2 separate regions of the Mus musculus genome follow, and region 1 is linked to region 2. A link is a contact called in public Hi-C data. All regions are on one chromosome and are shown on one strand. The core of a region is the stretch at or near the end of the contact, and the rest is flanking DNA. Distances in the headings are between cores, read along the strand shown. Region 1 holds the start of 1700036G14Rik (RIKEN cDNA 1700036G14 gene). Region 2 has its middle 84 kb from the start of Gm31096.

Region 1 (3,651 bases), core at 647-3,146, 110 kb after region 2:
AGGTGAGATTTGAAATGGATCTGGGTGGGGCCCTGTCCTCTCTTTGACTGGACCGTGAAGCCTGGAGGCTCCCTTCCACCTTTCTGTCTTCTAGGGAACTTGGAACACAGATACACAAGGGCAACTTTTAAAACATTATTTTTCTTTTAAAAATTCAGTTACGCAGGACGGGGGATGCAGCTCAATGACTGGGCACGCTTGTGCAGAATAAGTGAGACCATGGGTTCAATTTCCAGTAGCAAATAAAAGAAAAAATTTTTAAAGAAATGCATGTCTAAACCCTTCCATATATATATAAGATATATTTTACATATATCATTGCAAATCAACAGCATGGGAAAGTAGAACGTGAAAAAAAATGAAGAAAATGATGCCCCCCCTTCACCTTTTTGTTCCTCCATGCTTTTCTTTGGGCCATTATCATTTGGAGAGACCCATCTTGCTTATTTCAACTCAAGGGACAATCAGATAAACATCTGTAGAGAAAGGAGACAGAAACATGTCTTCCTGCCCTAGTCTTCTGCAACTTAGAATGAACTCAACATGTCTGGGCAACATCTTCAAGATCAGCTACAATCTGTGTAGCATCAGTGAAGAGCGAGTTTGTGGAGAGATGCTGGGAAGGGAACAAAGTCTGGAGGCCAGACATGACCTAAGAGGAAACAGGAACTGAATGTGAATTTCTTCTCATAGTTTTATGGTAGCTATCTCTTCCCTCCCACCTCCTATTAACAGAAGGATTGTAGACAAGCAAAGACAACATTTGATGGCCAATGTATGGATTCACCTTAAGTGTCCTGAATTTGTTCTGATCTTAAAACATTCAATTATCCTCTCACTCACTCAAAAACCATGCATATTTGTCTACTTGCTTCTCATGGTAAATGGGATTAGTGAGCAAATACCTCATCCTTCTGTCCATGTTCTTGGAACCATGTACCTTGAAACTCTGCATTGTATATGTGCTAAATGGAATCCCTGTATCTGAATGGAATGGGTCACACATCCTCCTCTGATGAATGGGGTATTAGTATATCACAGGTGATGTGTTTTATAAAGCCAAGGATATGTTTTATAGAGCTTGGTATGGTATGATAGGAGGGGGGTACCTCAGTGGGCCCATGCTAAGGCATCCCTCCCCCCTGAGGTACCAGCCATCCACAAGTGTAGTATAGAATAGAGTTTATTTGGGGGCATAGGGAGGGGAGTTGAGAAGGGAGTAGAGGTAGAGGCAAAGAAAGAGAACAGAGAGGGAGAGGGAGAAGAGGGAGGGGGAGGGGGAGAGGGAGAGGGAGAGATCAGCCAGGAACATGTAGAAAGAGAGGTGGAGGGGGAACAGGAAAGAGGGAGAAGGGGGTCCGATAGAGAAAAGGGCAGATAGAGAGAGATGGAGAAGCCAAACAGTCCTTTGTAAGGGTCCATGATTTTCTAAAGAATGATAGCCCAGACTCAAATAGTATGTAAATGAAATGAGTGTTTTATTTTGCTGAAGTCCAGTGTTCTGGGGTCTCCCATGACCAAGCTAGAGAAACACCCAAATGCACTTGCAGGCCTGATTTAAAGCACATTAGGGAATTCTGGGGTAGGTGACCTCTATGTTAATCTGTTGTGTCCATCTCTCCAGACATTCCATTTCTGTAGTGTGGGGGCTAGAAACTTGCTGGAGAGGTCTGGAGACTGTTGCTGAGGAAGTCTGGAAACTGCTGCTGACCCATTGTCCTTGCCTCAGGGCAGGTGACAGGGCAGCTTCTGAGGCCTGGACTTGCCTGAAATTGCCCAGTTCTTAGAAACAGACATTTAGGCCTAGTCTCCTGAACTGCCAATTTGAAGCCTGTCATGGAGTCAGCCTAGCCTTCTCACCCTTTTATAACAAGCCAGGACTACCTGACTGTTGCTAGGTAACTGTTGGGCGGAGCGTAGAAGGAATACCAACAACAGGTAAGCTGTCTTGTTTCCTCTGCCTTTCTGATACCACCATGAAAAGGATGGGCTCCAACTAGCCCTTAGTCCTAAGAAAAGCATGAGAAACCCATGAAGCAGGGCTTTCCCAGCTCCGTCGCCCAGCTGAAGAATAGGTGTCTGAACAGGCCTGAGCCAGCCTGAACCAGCCTGAGCTGGCCTGAACCAGCCCAGCAGCCAAGCTCCATCCACATCAGACCTAGGAAAGACAAACATTGGTGGTGGCTAGCTACCAGCGCTTTGCAGTTCCCATTTTGCTGCAGTTTGATAGTCATGACTGGTATAGACACCTTCAGTCTTCCAGGCACTTGATAGGATGCCAGAGAAGGCAGGAGGCTTTACCAGGCTCGCTTTCCATTAGAGCCCATTACAATTTACATACACACCTTGCCCACTTAGTCTTTTGTGTGGCCAGTTTTGAGATGAGGAGTCTGAGACATAAGAAGGCTAGCCAGCCCATATCTCGAGCTGGAACTCAAACCTGGGTCTTCTAACTCCAAGTGCTAGGTTTTCCCACCACCTCATAGGAACCTGCACCTGCTTTAGAAGTCAGCATCTCTGGCTGGAGTTGCAGATGGCTCTAAATCCGGTGGTGGGTATTTGAAAAGTGACCCAAAGGGTGCTGTTCTGTGAACTAGAGGACAAGGAGAAATAATTGTCGTTTTTTACCGCCCCAAAATGGTTCCCCCTTTGCAATCAAACCAATCTCTGTTTACAAGTATTTAGCATGGTTCTAGAAATTGCATTTTGAAATTATGCGAACAGAGAGAGAAAAGACAGCCCACACAGTGAGTGATTTCTCGTGGGTAATTGGCTGCTGGTTCTGGCTCCAATGATGCCGTCTTTTTAGAGTATAATTAGTGATTTCAAAGGAAACTGTTAGAGATGGCTGAAATCTCCAAAGAAAGGCTTTTGTAGCTCCTCCTATCAGGGCGCTTCTAAAATGCGTGCTGACAAAACACTTTTTGTTCTTTTCTAATGACCTTTCAAGCTACTTTCTAAAATCCTGGTTTCTAAGACTCAGAGAGATTGATCCTCTCCTTTATGCTCAAGGTCACTTCATGATCAAGATGGCTGCTTCAGACTGAGCCTTTACAACTGCGTTTAAACTTCAGGGGGAAGGAAGGGCTGGCTCCTCCCAGCTGAGTCAGTTATTTTTAGGGAAGACATACATGTCCAAAGTTCCATCACACAGCTCTTACTTACAACCCATTGACTGCAATGGCGACACCCAGGCATATCTGGCTGTGAGAGAGGCTGGGTCAATGGAGCTGAAAATTAGGGTTCTTTTGCTAAGGAGGAAGACAAGAATAGAGGTTGGGACAGAAAGCGAGTTTCAGTCATCAAATGTAACAGTAAAGAATCACAGCTTTGAGTGTGAGGTGAGGGTGATTAGAAATCCACAGTAAAGCAAAGGTGTTTGGCTAACTCTCAGACCTTGGCTAGAGAAGAATGTTGCCTTCTGACTCACTATGTTAAAGATGCTGCCCCTGATTTGGATGGAGCCGTGTAGAGTTCATCGCACTCTCTGCAGACAACGCGGATAGGAAATGTTGCACTGTTAATCAGGATCTGAGAGCTCTAGGAAGGCTGAGAGCCTGGGTAAAAGCTAGCAAGAGAAAACTTAACAGGAGGAATAATCAGCCTTGATCTTCAGACTAAGAAAAATAACGGCACTCTGGTTTTGTTTCC
Region 2 (3,762 bases), core at 1,218-3,717:
TTCTCCAAGAAGCCATCTGTCTTGCTTTTCTGGGCACTGTCCATTAGTAACGAGACAAAGGGAGGGAAGGCTGGGCAGTTTTTGGCCATGGAATTTTTTTTGGTGCCTCTTCAATGTCTTTATCACCAGGGAGATTTTTCTTTTAGAGTCTGATTAGGAAATGTGATTTTAAGAACAGCACGCTCATCTGAGCTGCTTCATGGCCGACTGGTTTGATAAAGCTGGTTGGCACAATGCCCTAAACGGTGGTGCAGCAACTGTGGATGTGGATCCATCAAGCTGCTGGGGTGACCATAACAAAGCACCTGGACTCAACAACAGAGCTCTGTTTCCTCCTGGTTCTGAAGGATGAAGAGGTCCAAGGTAAAGAGGCTGGCTGTTCGTCCCGAGGCCTCTTCCTTGGCTTACACATGGCCATCTTCTTGCATTTCTTACATACTATTTTCCCTCCTTCTGTGTCAGATTTCAACTCTTACAAGGACAGAGTCGGAGAGAGGCCTACCCAATAGCCACGTTCAACCTTAGTTCTATAAAGACCCTGACGCCTAGTGTGGCTGTGATCTGATGGCGTGGGGTTGGCAATGAATAAGTGGGGATCAATTCAACCCTGAAGACTGCTTCAGGGATATTTCAGATGCCCGTTTTGACTCTGTCTCTGAGTAGGGGCCTTTGGGAGGACTGTGGGTTGGGGAATTGGGTTCTCAGAAACAGAGAATAATCTAGGCTCACCTGAGCATCGATGGAATTGAATAGGGTGATATGGAAAACACATGGTAAGGGAAGTCAGGGACCAGGGTTCTCATATCTCCTAGATCATCATCCAGAAACACAGAGATGATTGTTCAACAGAAGATGGGCAGCTATGAAAGAAAAGTAGATATCAGGAGACCCACACTATGACAAATAGTTGTCACATAGTTATCTCTTTGCTTTAGAAAGAAGATTCTGAGAAGGACCATATCCGAGCTGGACCATATTTGAACTGTACTGTCTCTGAATTGAGCCATGTCTAAACCAAACCATCTCTGATGCTGTGTGATACTGCCTTCACAGGCCTTCTCTCACTCCTTTTTTGAGTTCTTTGCTTCTTTTTATCAGACGAGAACAGAGATTTCTGCTCATGGAGTTTTGCTGCTATATTTGTTCTCCATGTCCTCTCAGTGAACAGGGGTCTCCGTCTGCCCAGGAAGGTCACTAGTCTGTGTCACTATAAAAAATCAGAGTGAGCAGCTTTCCAGTGTGCTCAGTTTATTAATGTCTTCTTTGTGATTTGTACTGGTTGTAAATATTATGTCCGTTATAAATAATGATCCAACATGCCATTTTTTCCTGTGGTCCTTGGTTACCTGGCCTATAAAACCAGAGGGCTGAATTAAATGATTATTAAGGTCCCTGCAGCTTTAACTCTGATGGATTTCATGAAGATTAACCTCCTGTGAGTAGACAGTCTATGGGGCTTGCCAGAGTGAGGTATCCCTAAGAACTTCGAAATGGGAAATACAATTTCCCTTGGAGAGTAAAACTTTAAAGGCAGCCAACACTAGATCAAAGAAGATATATTCAAAGTCTCCTTAAATGGACAGGATAGATTTCAGACCAGAACTGTCTGGACTTGATAATCCAAACATATCTAGGGTCAGAGTGTCCTGTCTGAGAGATGGAGCACCACGGAAGCAAGAAGAGGACACTGGGGACGGTGTCTTGATCTGTCCTGGCTCTGACAAGATTGGGATATTAGTGGGTCTGGGGCACTTTCCCAGCTGTGTCTCTGTTACAGACTGGCAGTAGACTGTCATGACTTGATGCCCCATGCCACTGACACGACTCACTATATTTAACCGACAATCCATCTAGTGTGGGCACCAACCCAGGAAAAGGGGTGTCAGCTACAGCTGGAATGGAAACTCAGGGCATTCACTGTAGCCAACACTTACCTTCTATAGTCTGAGAAGTGTGGGGCCTCCAGCCTGGATGGGGAGGTCTGTATAAACCCAGTGGGAAGCTCAGGATAGAGGCTGTCAGCTATCAGTTTCCGATCAGCTCAGAGAGGTTTAATACTTCAATAATGAAACACTTTTAAGCCTTTCAGTCCACCCCCTCTCTGATTGCAGTTCACCCAAACACCCCGAGTTTGAGTGCTGTCTCCCTTATGTGTCTGTCTGAAGAAAGGATAGCCTGGCTGGGGTCTGGGAGGCAGGGACATCTATGAAGGACACAAGGAGGTGACTGGAAGATGATTCTGCTCCTTGGGGCCAACAGAGAGTCTCCTCTTCAGCCTCTTGGGAGCCTGCTCATAGTGATCGGTGCGAGCTCACCCCAGTGAGAGAAATGCAATCTGGGCTTGCTGACAAAGTCAAGTGCTTCAGCTAAAAGAAAGAAGCGCTCAACGTCCTCACAAAATACTTCTTGGAAGCAGCCAGCCAATCCTTCGTTCAAACTTAGAGTCTGTGGTGCAAGGGAGTCTTCAGTAGTTTTCCACAGGCCTGCTGGCTGAATCTCCGCAGCATGTGGAATTTCAACTATAGGCAGGACAGCATGATACAGCGATTTCTCTCTTCTCTTCTCTCCTCCTCCTCCTCCTCCTCCTCCTCCTCCTCCTCCTCCTCCTCCTCCTCCTCCTCCTCTTCCTCTCTCTCCCTCTCCCTTTTTTCTCTCTTCCTCCTTCCTCCCTTTTCCCCTCCCTCCCTCCTTTTCATCTTCCCTCCCTCCCCACTCTCAATATGCTCAGTCATTTGTCTGTCAGGCAGATCTGCTTGGGTATCTAATAGGTTTCTCAATCATATTATGTCCAAAATATCACCCTTGGCACTGACTCTTCTCTTAAACCACCCCTTCCCATGTCCCCTTGTCTCTCAAGCCTGACCTAAAATCACATTCTGCCCAGGACCCCTCTCCTCAGACTCTTGCTTCCACCTGTAGCCTCTACTTAGGATATCATTGCTTCTAAGCTATAAGGTCATAAAGAGCACTTCCGGATTCCAGGTCAAAGCAGGTGACAGAGGTGGTTAAGCTTATGCATGCACGTGCACACGCACACACGTGCACATACACACACATGTATTTAAAGTCTGTTTGCTCTTTTCTAGTCTTTCCCAGTTCCTTCCACACCCACACTACTTTTTGGTTTCATATGTGTTTCATGAACCTCTCTGGTTTCATGTATAATTTTGGTAGAAACAGCCATACAAGGCTATCTGTGAACCCCAGGTCTCCAGCTCCTTTGCCTGGGAAAACACAGGCAGGTTGGAGCCTGATAGGACCAAGAAAGCCTTATTTTGAACCTAGGAGGAAAAGGCAGAATAGAATTCCAGTAGATACCACTCAGGTGATGCTTCTGGTCCCAGGGAAGAAGCAATACTGGCAGGTCAGAGACTCTGGGCTAGCCTGGGCTGGCCCGGACTGGACTTAGTTGTGAGTCCCTGCAACTTGGCTCCCCATCTTTTCCATAAAGACAAATACCACTGCTGTGTCTAGGAAGAGGCTCTGAATGTTTCAGCCCTTCGCTTATTCCCAACCCTGTCCCCAAGCCAACAGGGAAGGTTTGAGATGTTTGGTGGGTAGAGTTCTTAGGCAGCTACATATATCTCCCTAAGGAGTTGGGGCTCAGCCTTCAGACTGATGCTGGTAGTGGACAGGAAGTTAGGGACAGCCATGAAGGACACAGAGGCAAAAGGGGATGAGCCAGATGGAATGCATCTGAGTCCCCACCCTGGCACTACCGGGATGCCTCAGGAGTGGGATGCCAGTGAGGATAATCAAGAA

The links. Hi-C and Micro-C count contacts between places; a contact is called where the count stands out from the background.
Region 1: a contact with region 2 is called in a Hi-C map of cerebral cortex, with 2.5 times the contacts expected there. The contact joins the promoter of 1700036G14Rik here to the enhancer-like site in region 2. A contact is called at or near these places in 5 of 484 Hi-C or Micro-C datasets (cerebral cortex, cortical neurons and nephron progenitors) and 1 of 115 datasets of contacts at active chromatin or transcription factors (neural progenitor cells).

Annotation. Positions count from the first base shown.
Region 1 is chr3:85,315,623-85,319,273 of GRCm38.p6, forward strand. It overlaps 1700036G14Rik (RIKEN cDNA 1700036G14 gene), which reads left to right and starts at 1,897. Exons shown (of 3, transcript NR_040542.1): 1 at 1,897-1,938.
Region 2 is chr3:85,204,279-85,208,040 of GRCm38.p6, forward strand. No RefSeq gene overlaps it. Among named protein-coding and RNA genes, the nearest start is that of Gm31096, 84 kb to the left of the region's middle. Within about 2 kb of position 2,468, at least 13 of the 459 cell types and tissues checked have an H3K27ac peak or open chromatin away from gene starts, as enhancers often do. A contact at or near this core is called in cerebral cortex, where this site is marked.